Linked DNA regions of Sus scrofa: region 1 is linked to region 2. A link is a contact called in public HiChIP or PLAC-seq data. All regions are on one chromosome and are shown on one strand. The core of a region is the stretch at or near the end of the contact, and the rest is flanking DNA. Distances in the headings are between cores, read along the strand shown.

Evidence for each region. HiChIP or PLAC-seq counts read pairs in DNA pulled down with a chosen protein or histone mark.
Region 1: an H3K27ac HiChIP or PLAC-seq map of skeletal muscle shows a contact between it and region 2. The contact joins two enhancer-like sites. A contact is called at or near these places in 1 of 5 promoter capture datasets (liver), 3 of 47 Hi-C or Micro-C datasets (liver and skeletal muscle) and 1 of 2 datasets of contacts at active chromatin or transcription factors (skeletal muscle).

What each region holds. Positions count from the first base shown.
Region 1 is chr4:79,694,586-79,700,055 of Sscrofa11.1, forward strand. PRKDC (DNA-dependent protein kinase catalytic subunit) reads left to right here. Exons shown (of 86, transcript XM_021089419.1): 8 at 4,388-4,443; 9 at 4,525-4,555; 10 at 5,009-5,166. Among named protein-coding and RNA genes, the nearest start is that of PRKDC, 9.9 kb to the left of the region's middle. Within about 2 kb of position 3,931, at least 5 of the 83 cell types and tissues checked have an H3K27ac peak or open chromatin away from gene starts, as enhancers often do. A contact at or near this core is called in skeletal muscle, where this site is marked.
Region 2 is chr4:79,602,881-79,608,980 of Sscrofa11.1, forward strand. No RefSeq gene overlaps it. Among named protein-coding and RNA genes, the nearest start is that of UBE2V2, 47 kb to the right of the region's middle. Within about 2 kb of position 3,576, at least 28 of the 83 cell types and tissues checked have an H3K27ac peak or open chromatin away from gene starts, as enhancers often do. A contact at or near this core is called in skeletal muscle, where this site is marked.

The DNA.
Region 1 (5,470 bases), core at 2,681-5,180, 92 kb after region 2:
GCGTTGCTGTGGCTCTGGTGTAGGCCGGTGGCTACAGCTCCGATTCGACCCCTAGCCTGGGAACCTCCATATGCCGTGGGAGCGGCCCAAGAAATAGCAACAACAACAACAACAAAAGACAAAAAAAAAAAGGGAAAAAAATCTTTTTGCTCTTCCTTAACATTTTTGCTCTGGTAACTGCCAAATTTTTCTACTTCCTACCTGTGTTTGCTTTTATTAGATAGGAACTTAAGAAATTGCCACTATGCCATGATTTTTTACCTGTGAAAACAGGACTTTTGTATGTTTCAGCCACTGTTGCTGCTTATCCCTTCTTTGCTGCCTCTGACTGAGAGCGCTGGGGCAGTTCTGCCTGGTTTCCCTTCCTTGCCCTCTCCCCGCCTGCCCACGCCTGGTCTGTGGCCCCTTCTTGCTCTGTCACATTGCTGCTCAAAGATCTCCTGATTGCTGGAGCCTTTCTTCTCCCCCGTGAGAGGCGCCTCCTCTGGCCTCTGTAGTCCTCTCTATCGCAGCTCCCGTGACGTGTTTTTAATCCACCAAGTGTATGTTTATTTCCGTCACCTGACTGTAGTGGCAGGGAATGTTGCTTTTGCTTCTCATTAATTGACATTTGGTGAACAGGAAAAATAATAACACTTATTGGTCATGTAATGTGTACTAAAGATTATTCATGTTGCAAGGAAAATTCCTGTAGGAATTTTCGCTAAGGTGGGTGATAATCTCTTTGTTTTACAGGCTAGCAAACTAGAACTAAGGTAAGTAACTTCTTTGTCCTTCAGGTAGTGAGGTGGGCAGAATCACGGCACTGTGACCCCAGCCCCGTGACCGTTAGGGCACACGGCAGAGGGGAGTTGGGGCTGGAGATGTTTGTCTGCTGACCTGGGGACCTGGCTATCACAGGGCACTTAACTGTGAAGGAGGGGCAGTAGTCAGAGCTGCGCTGTGACGCCAGGAGGTTGGCTTTGAGAAGGGCCCAAGCCAGGGGTGTGAGCAGGAAGAGGCAGCCCTTAAGCCTCTAGAAAGGAACACACCGTGATGGCACCTTGACTTTGTTATTTTGCTTTTTTTTTTTTTTTTGCTGTACCCAAAGCATATGGGAGTTCCTGGGCCAGGGATCAAATCTAAGCTGCACCTGCAACCAGTGCTGCAGCAGTAGCAACGCTTGATCCTTAACCTGGTGTGCCACAGTGGGAACTTCTATTATTTTGCTTCTTTAATTGAAGTGTTGCAATGCAATATGTTGATTGTTTCAGGTGTACGGCATAGTGATCTGACAATTAAGTACCATAGGAAACCGTCTGTCACCAACAAAGTTGTCATAGTGTTGTTGACTGTGTCCTGGTGCTGTGCATTACATCTCTGGGACTCAGTATTTTATAACTGGACGTTTCTACCTCTTAATCTTCCTCACCTGTTTGACTCATTCTCCCACCTCCCTTCCCTCTGACAACCATCTGTTTGTTCTCTGTATATGTGAGTCTGCGTCAGTTTTGTTAGGCTTGTTCATCTGTTTTTTAGGCCCCCGCATGTAGGTGAGATCACATGATATATTTCTTTCTGTGACTTGTTTCACTGAGCGCAGTGTCGTCTAGGACCATCCATGGAGCTGCAGGTGGCAAGACTTCATTCTTTGTTCCAGCTGAGTCGCAGTCCTACAGATACACACACAGATGTGTACCTTTATCCATTCATCTCTTGATGGGCACTTAGGTTGCTTCCCTGTCTTGGCTGTTATAGATAATGCTGTTATGAATATTGGGGTGCATGTGTCTTTTCTTTTTTTTTTTTTTTTTGTCTTTTTGCTATTTCTTTGGGCCGCTTCCGCGGCATATGGAGGTTCCCGGGCTAGGGGTCAAATCGGAGCTATAGCCACCGGCCTACGCCAGAGCCACAGCAACGCAGGATCCGAGCTGCGTCTGCAACCTACGCCACAGCTCACGGCAACGCCGGATCGTTAACCCACTGAGCAAGGGCAGGGCCCGAATCCGCAACCTCATGGTTCCTAGTCGGATTCGTTAACCACTGCGCCACGACAGGAACTCCCGCATGTGTCTTTTCTGATTAGTGGTTTCATTTCCATCGGGTAAATACACAGGAGTGGGATTTTCTGGATCACACCATAGTTTTATTTTTAATTTTTTGAGGAACCTCCACACGTTTTTCCACAGTGGTTGCACCAGTTTACATTTCCATCAGTGGTTCCCTTTTCTCTGCATCCTTGACAGCACTCAAGGTGGCCAGCCCTTGGGGCGAGAGCCGCTTTGGAAGGATGCTGGTGCTGGTCAGGGGCACCTGGTATGGCAGGGGCGCTTTGGGGCTCTGGTGTGGCCGAGGGTGCCCACCAGGGCTGGTGGGGGATGGCTTGGAGGAGAGCAGCTGGATCGGGTCCACAGGTGAAACCAGGGCAGGGTGAGCGGTGCTGATGGGTTAGGTGGGGAGTCGGGAAAGGTGCTTGCGAGTCTGGCCAGCTAGCTGGAGGATGAGCCACACAAACAGAAGCCCACACGCAGAGGCTGGTCCCCACCAGCCCCTCTGTACCCTGAGACTGCCAACACATCGCTGCCCCCCACCCTCTGTATAAGTTAGCCCAGGACTCTCCTTCCTGGGAGCTCTGGCTGCTTTTTCCAGCTGCTGCCTCTGCGCCACTGGAACTCTGGCCCTGGTTTCCTGCAGGCCTCCAGCTCTCTCAGGTGTTGTAGGCACTCCTCCTGTGGGTGCAGCTTCTCCGGCTGCGGAGCCCGATGTGGGGTGGAGACCTTGTTCTTCGGAGGAGCCTCCAGGGCTGTGATTCCCTCTCGCCGACAGAATGCTGGGGGCGTGGGCCAGGCAGAACTGCCCCTTTGAGTGGCTGTTCCTTGGTGTCTTCAGTTGTGTCTTGAGGTCGTTCTCAGACAAAGTTTTTCTACTTGGAGCTGTGATCGTGGTGTGTCTGTGGGAGGAGGGGAGCTCGGAATCCTTCCCTGCCCCCCACCCCCCTTTATTTTATTTTTTCAGTCTTGTAATTATGCTTTATGAAGATGTTTTTCTTACTCTAAAAATATGTTCCTCATAGGAAATCCAGAACTAATAAAAAAGAAAACGAAAATCACCTGTTAGTCCACCATTAAGAAACACATGTTGCTAATATTTTGGCATGTTTCCTTCATACCTTTCTAGTTCCCAACCCACACATCCCTGGCTCCTCTAGCAGCACCTCATCTAAAAGACTTCCCAGACCTTTCATCATGACCTGACACCTTGATTTTAGCTCAGTGCCATCCATTTCAGAGTTCTCAACTTCCAGGACTACATGGTAATAAGTTTGTGTGGTTTTAAGCCACTAAGTTTATGATAATTTATTACAACAGCAACAGGAAGCTAATCTAACCAGCCTGTGGCAAGATTGAGGTTTAAGCCTGGGCATGAGGCTAAAATGTAGATGTTGGGCGTAGTGTGATTCTGTGACCGCAGGCACCAGGGCTGCATACCCACCCGCTCATTCATGGGACACCTAGTTGCTGGGTGCCTTTTGTCTGCCGACTGATGCTTTGGGCGAAGTGATGAGAGTCCCCAGCTCCTTGCCATGGTGAGTGTCTGCAGGAGACAGATGAGGCGCTTCGCAGGTTTCAGCGCTTCTTTGGGCAGACACGCTGGGTGCAGTGAATAGGCATGTGGGAGTGTGGGGAGATGGAAGAGGCACAGCGGGTGGTTCTCCTCAAGGGGGAACGAGAGGCGACGGCCTGCAGGCTGGCACAGAGCCGGCTGGGAAGGGCATGCCAGGCGGAGTGGCCTGTGAGTACCCGGCGGCAGCCTGCGGCTGTGGCAGGCAGGCTCAGGAGGGCTGGGCTGCCTGATGTGGCACTCTAGTGGTGAGCTTGCCCAGCCTGTGGGGGCCAAGTGTGAGGGGCTTCTAAGGCGAGCCCTGGTTTTCCTATAGGGAGCAGCTGTGCCAGTGGCTGACCAGCTGAAGGCATCGGGGGCGTGGCCTCGGCGGGCGTGAGCAGCTAAAGTCTTGCCCAGGTTGCTGAGCGGCAGGCGGAAGCTGCGCTTTCTGTGTTGGTTACGTTTAGCTGTGGTGGCTCCGCAGCCTCCAAGCATCTGTAGGGCTGGATCCTGCGGGGGAAGGAGCCGGCTTCCGACGTCTTCAGAGAGGAGCTGAGAGCATGAGCAGGGTTAGCTCTGGAGCCAGTGCAGAGAAGCAGGGAGTCTGCTGCCAGGAACTGGCTTGTGTCTAGCTCGGCACAGGCAGCTCCAGTGGGGTTCAGAGCACAAGCTGACGGGTGCTTAAGGGTCAGCGGAGTGAAGGCTTGGCGAGGGTGCCGCCTGAACTAGGTTGCTTGTAGGGTTCTTGTGAGGTGTGTCCTTGATGCACTTGTGATCTGACAGCCTGTGTTCTCTTTTTCCCCAGATCCCCAGACTTCAAGGGAGATTTTTGATTTTGCATTAAAGGCAATCCGTCCTCAGGTAGGATGAATATTTTCTCTAATTCCTTTACAGTTGAAACTTGTGATTGTCAAACACTGATGGTAAATTTTTTTTTGATAGATTGATCTGAAGAGATATGCGGTGCCTTTGGGTAAGAGTCTACATTTAATGAAGTGGAATGTTTCCGATTAAGTTGATGCCTTGAGTGAACTTTTGCTTAAATTGTGAATGAGAGCATGATGACACCTGTGACTGACATGCCTATGTGGTAATTGATGGGAGTTTACACAGGCAGAGGTGGCAGGCAGAGGTGGTCACATTTAGATTATGTGACTTCAGAAAACTGCTTTAGAGCAACTTTCAGGGAATTCAGATTGTTTGATTCTGACTTTATCTAAACAAATCCCGATCCTACTTCTGATGCTTGTTTTGGGGTCATTGGCCAAGTCATGGCCCTCTTGGTTCCAGTGGAGGTCTGAGAGGGTCCTATGTCATTAGCGATGATTAGTAATGATGCTGGAGCTTGGGGAGCACAGTTTGACTTTTGACACTTGTTCCACCCTTGGTTGTCCTACTCTAAGTGTGATGTGTTTTGCATCTGCAGCTGGCCTGTGCTTATTTACGCTGCATGCCTCCCAGTTTAGCACTTGCCTTCTGGACAACTACGTTTCCTTATTTGAAGTCCTGTCAAAATGGTGTAGCCATCCAAACATGGAATTGAAAAAAGCTGCACATTCAGCTCTGGAATCTTTTCTGAAACAGGTACTATTTAAAAATATTTTATGCAAAAAATTAAATTCCCATATTGTGTGTGAGCATTTGAAAATGAGTACAGGCTCATCTCTGGTGCTTAGGGAAGGTTGGCCACCAGGCGCAGGGTGGCAGCCGGTCTGGGGGAGAGCTTGGAAAGCAGCAGATCGGTCAGGGCCTCAGAGCCAAGGCTGGACAGAAGAAGGGGCAGCAGTGGAGAGGCAGGAGGGAGGATGGGGGTCAGGGTCGGGGTCAGTGGTCCTAAGACAAGATGCTTCTCTGCGTTGCTAGGAGACTGAGGAGAGCCCACCTGCCC
Region 2 (6,100 bases), core at 2,326-4,825:
GCTATAGTAATCACAATACAGTACTGACAAAATACATATATATATATATACATAGAGAGAGAGAGAGAGAGACCAGTGCAACAGAATAGAGAGTCCAGAAATAACCCCACACAGACATGGTCAGATAATCATTAACAAAGGCACCGAGAACATACAATGGGGAAAGCACAGCCTCTTCAGTAAATGGGGTTGGAGAACCTGGATATTCATGTGCAAATGAAAAAGAATGAAACTGGGCCGCTATCTGACACCACATACAAAATTAACCCAAAATACGTTAAAGACTTGAATGTACAACATGAAATCTTAAAAATGCTAGAAGAAAACATAAGTAAAGAGCTTGAAGTTGGTTTTGGTTATGATTTTCTGGATACCACACCAAAAGCGCAGGCAAGAAAAGCAAAAATAAACAAGTGGGACCACATCAAAGTAAAAGGCTTCTGCGAAACAAGAGAAACCATGTACAAAGGGAAAAAATGACCAGAGTTCCTGCTGTGGCGCAGTGGATATGAATCCGACTAGAAACCATGGGGATGTGGGTTCGATCCCTGGCCTCACTCGACGGGTCGGAGATCTGGTGTTGCAGTGAGCTATGGTGTAGGTCACAGAAGTGGCTCGGATCCTGCATTGCTGTGGCTGTGGCGTAGGCTGGCAGCTAAATCTCCAATTTGACCCCTAGCCTGGGAACTTCCATATGTCGTGGGTGCAGCCCATGGGAAAAAAAAAATCTGAAAAGGTGAATTGCAGAGCAGCAGAAAGCATTTGCAAACCATATATCTGAATATATATGATACTTAAACAACTCAACTTCTTAAAAAAATGTTTAAACAACCTTATTTAAAAATGAGCAAAGGCAGTTCCTGTTGTGGCTCAACGGTTAACAAACCCGACTAGTAACCATGAGGACACTGGTTCGATCCCTGGCCTCATTGAGTGGGTTAAGGATCTGGCCTCGGATCCAGCGGTGCTGTGGCTGTGGTGTAGGCCGACAGTTACGGCTCCAATTGACCCCTAGCCTGGGAACCTCCATATGCTGCAGGTTCAGCCCTAAAAACACCAACCAAAAAAAAAAAAAAAAAAAAAAAATGAGCAAAGGACCTGAACAGACATTTTTCCAAAGAAGACGTACAAACAGCCAACAGGCACATGAAAAGCTGCTCAACATCATGAGGCATCAGGGACTGCAGATCAAAACCACGGTGCGCTGTATCGCCTCCCACTTGTGAACCACAAGTAACAAATGCTGGTGCTGATGTGGAGAAAAGGGACCCACCCGCACGGCTGGTACAAGGGTAAACTGGAAGAGGACCCTCCTGCTCTGTGGGGAACAGGGTGGAGAGTCCTCCAAAAATTAAAAACAGAACTACCTATGATCCAACGATCCCCACGCCTGGGTATTTATCCAAAGGAAATGAAAGCAGTATCTCAAGAGATGCTCGCACGGCCGGCCGCGCAGCCAAACGTGGGAACACCCTAGGTGTCCAGCCACAAATGAATTATAATAACAATTGTTCTACTATCTTGTCACATCCAGGTGACTGAAGGCAACGCTTCCCTGCCTGGAACAAGTGGACATCCAGGCTCCTTTCTTTCCTGCTCAAAAGACACAGCGTCCAATGTGGACTAGAGCCTCATGCCCCCCCCGCCCCCACCGCCTCACTCCCCAGCTGCCCCAAGCCTTCCCGCCCAGGGCCAGCACCTCGAGTTCCTGGCTGGGGCCTCACCCAGCATCTCGCCCTGTCTGCATAATCCCAGCCCCTGGTCCCAGCTGCCAACTACACTGTTGCTTGTGCTCAAATCCAGAATGCGCAGATTCAGAATCAGCATGTCCACTAACAAAGCACAAACGCTTCACCTTTCCCCCCTGCCTGTCTACTCAGGCCACAGCTTGCAGCGCCCAGCAAAGGGTGAAGGTGCCAGGAACGGAACTGAAATAAGCAGCTTTTTCCTCTCCGAGTGGTCTCTCCTCACTGGTCATGATGTTTGCTTTCTGCTATTTAAAGCTTCAATAATTTAAACAATAGTTATCGTTTGAACTGTTGTTTCAAACAACAGTTCAAAGGTAAACAATAATTACAGTTTTGATTATTAGCATGAATTTTACTGCTCAGCTTTTATTACAGAATACCAGTTTTATGTGCAAACACAGGAGCATATGTGGAATCATGGCAATTATACAACTTGCATTTTTTAGCTCATACCTGCTCTGTATTATGTTTTTACCAAAACAATGGAAACACTACCCCAAACAAGCTGATGTGCTTTTACTTTTTTTTAACGTCTTCTTTTATTTTTATTTATTTATTTATTTTTATTGCACCTGCAGTAGGCAGAAGTTACCGGGCCAGGAATGGAACCTACACTAGAGCCCCAGCAGCGACAATACCAGGTCCTTGACCTGCTGAGCCACCAGGGAGCTCCTACTTGAGCTTCTTGATCTGCGGTTGCTCTGCCAGCCCTCCTCAGCAACTCTTCTCCTGCTCACATGCACCATGGAGATGACGATGCTGTGCGTCCAGGGTCTGCTTCCCAACCTGCCTCCCCAGGAGCAGCAAACAGGGTCTTTTACCCTCTGTTCCCAGCACCAGGTGCAGAGGACAGGCCCCAGCCTTCAGGGTCAACCACCAGGCCTCTCATTTCCACATTTATTTTGATGCCAAAAGACAACCATGAGAAGGGTCATCAAAACACTTCAGGGCTCAACCCAAAGCTGTGAACGGCAGTGGTGAGGCTCCAGGCACAGGGTGGTTGGCGGGCGCCAGGTCTGACTTGAGTCCCACCCTTGCCCGGTGTGTTGCTGGGAAGAGCAGCTAACCACTCTGGGCTTAGGTGTGTTTCTCTTCCAGGGAAAGGTCTGTGAGAGGGGACGATGGCACACACTCCCTCCAGCCACTGCCAGCCCAGGACCTCACTTCCTCAGCAGCAGCCCCTGTCACGGGCAGCCCCCTGAAACCGGCTGAACACGCACACCCTCTGGCTACAGAAGGCCCATTCCTCCTCTCTGAATCAAGCCAGAAATCAAGACCAGGGCTCTGCAACCCGCTCCCAGGGACAGACACAGGGACAGCCCGAGTCCAGTCAGTCCTCTACCCCTCTGCTCCCCACTCCATCCAAAGGCGCCTGGCACTCTGACCCTGTGCTCGCGGATGATCATGACTCCCTCTGACCCGACCCAATCCTTGTCACCTTCCGTCTCAGCTCCAGGAGGCACCCAAGCCACGTGCACCCCAGCCGGGGGTGCCGGCCCCAGGAGGGACAAGGCAGCCAGAGCCCAGCCTCCGCCCACGCACTGCCTGGGGCCCCTGCGACCAGCAGGCCAGGGCCAGGCCGCGGCTGTGAGCCCACGGAGAGCGCGGGGCCGTGCTGACCCGACGCCAGGGAACAGAGGCTGCAGCCAGGGAAACGAGCAGGTTGGCAGCCCCAGCAGCGGGGTTCTCAGAACTGCTGAGTCTTCTTCCAAAGCAGCCTCCAGAGAACCACAATTCAAAACTGGCTCCATCTGGGAGAGTCCAAATTGTTTTGGCAGTTCTCTGGAAGGGGAAAAAAGACAGCTAATCCCTTCCCTGTTCCCTCCCACGGCAGAAGGAGAAGTTAGAGCACAGGCTCACTGGAGCCAGCTCCAGAAATTCACTTGAAGATCTGCAGACTTGCACAACATGCGACGCTGGAGAGGCAATTTTGCAGCTAAGCGGGTGTCTGGAGACTTTATCTAAGTGTCCCTTTGTCTTTGCCTGGCCAGGCTGGCACCTGGGACCAAGAAGAGGCCTTTGTCTCCTCCACCTCAGGAAACTGGGTACAAACAGCAGCCGTCAGGATGTGACCGTGGAGCCTGGCCGTGTGCCACTGCTTCCTGCAGGGTCAGAGGTCCTGAAGGTCGCCCTTGCTACGCAGACACACTTAGTACAACTAGCACGCAAGTTGCCCCATAATGTCCCCAACACAAAATCTCCAGCTTGCACAGTGACCCACATGCACCTCTGCAGTGCCGAGCCCAGCTCGAGATGCACACTGAGGAGGTGACTCTAGTGGGATGCCCGGAGGAGGCCAGTCAGTGCAGGGAGCGCCTTTTGCCTGAGAATGAGCTGCACAAAGGAGGCAGAGCACAGCGGGTCACATTGCAAAGGGCAGGAGGAGCCATGGGAGCAGGTCCATGAAGCCCGAGCACCTGAGCAAGGAGCCCGGGCCCTCCCATCCTGTGCTCAGCCAGCAGACGGTGTGGCATAAGCACAATCCTGGCCCCACAGACCCCCCTTCCCAGCAGGGCATTCCGCGTGGCCAAGCTGCTGCTTCCTAGGTGACTCCCACCTCCACCCCCCAGGAAGAGGGTGCCCCCTCCTCTTGGTGAAAGAGCTCAGGGGCACCTGTAGCCTCAGATCTCCAACCTGTGGCCTCTTACCTGTGGTTCCAGTATGTGCACCTTGGCAGCACTTGAAACCACGAGTGCTGTCCTCTCCCTCGTCCTTACCTCCCAAGGCTCCTATTCAACCCCTAGCCTGGGAACTTCCATATGTCACAGGTGCAGCCCTAAAAAGACAAAAAACAAAAAACAAAACAAAACAAAATGAAGAGTATTAGGGACAGATGACAAAGGCAAGGCTGTACCTTTTAGAAAGCAAAATCTGACTCAATTAAAATTTTTAAATTCTGTTCCATAAAAACACCTTACAGGGAGTTCTCTGGTGGCTCAGTGGGTTAAGGATCTGATGTTGTCGCTGCTGTGGTACAGGTTCGACCCCTGGCCCATGAAGTTCCAAATGTCACAGGCACAGCAAAACAAACAAAAATATTAAAAAAAAAAAAAAAACTTACAAAGGGAATGGAAAACAAGGCACTCACTGTCCCCCTTTAAGGGTCTCACAGCTGCAATCCTGATGCCCCCAGAGAATTGGAGCCAGCTCACATCCCCAGCACACACATTCACGGCAGCATCTTCTCAATAATCAGAAGCTGGGAGCAGGTGCAGCACCCTCACGGACGGGTGCACAACACGTGTGTTCCTACCGCATGGGTATTACTCAGACACAGCAAAGGGATGGAAGAATAGACACCTCACGACTCAAGGAACCTCGAACCCAAGGCCCCGGGGAAGAACTCGGACACAGAGGCTCACGCATCAGGATTCCATTTACCTGAACCGTCCAGAGCAGGGGCAGAAAGGGCACTGGGGGTGGCAGGCTCCGGAAGAGAGTGGGACCGAGAGGGACTGATGATGGGATCAGGGTGATGGCACCACATTGTCAGTGCGCTAAATGTCCCTGAACTGCCCACTTTAAAACAGGCAACTTTAGGAGCTCCGGTCATGGCTCAGCAGAAATGAATCTGACCAGCATCCATGAAGATGCAGGTTGGATCCCTGGCCTCACTCAGTGGGTTAAAGATCTGGTGTTACCATGAGCTGCGGTGTAGGTCTCAGACGCAGCTCGGATCCCGAGTTGCTATGGCCGTGGTGTAGGACAGCAGCTGTAGCATGGATTTGACCCCTAGTCTGGGAACATCCATATGCTGCATGTGTGGCCCTAAAAGCCAAAAAAAAAAATTTAAATAAATTTTAAAAAATAAAATGGATAATTTTTTTAATGCTACCTAATTTCATCTCAGTCTTTTCAAAAAACAATTTCATTGCATTTTGATACTGTCAGAAATCACGCAGTAACTTCCCCTTTAGTCACGGCCTTCCTTCTTCAAGTGAAAACGTATCGGAATGCTCTGAGTGTGGGCCACACGTGGAATGTCTCTGGCTGAAACAGTCCGGCAGGCTCCACCCTGCATCCCAGCAGCCCTCCAGGGAGACCGGGATCCCTGGGCTCCTCCAAGGATTTGAAGCCCCTCTCTTCACTTCGCACATAAAAACACCGAGGCCCAAAGCAGGTGTCAATTGCTTAAGAAGCTCAGGCATTTTTGGAGTTCCCCTTGTGGTGCAGTGGAAACGAATCTGACTAGGAACTGTGAGGTTGCGAGTTCAATCCCTGGCCTCGCTCAGAGGGTTAAGGATCCGTTGTTGCCACGAGCTGTGGTGTAGGTCGTAGATGTGGCTCGGATCTGGTGTTGCTGTAGCTGTGGTGTAAGCCAGCAGTTACAGCTCCAATTCGACCGCTATCCT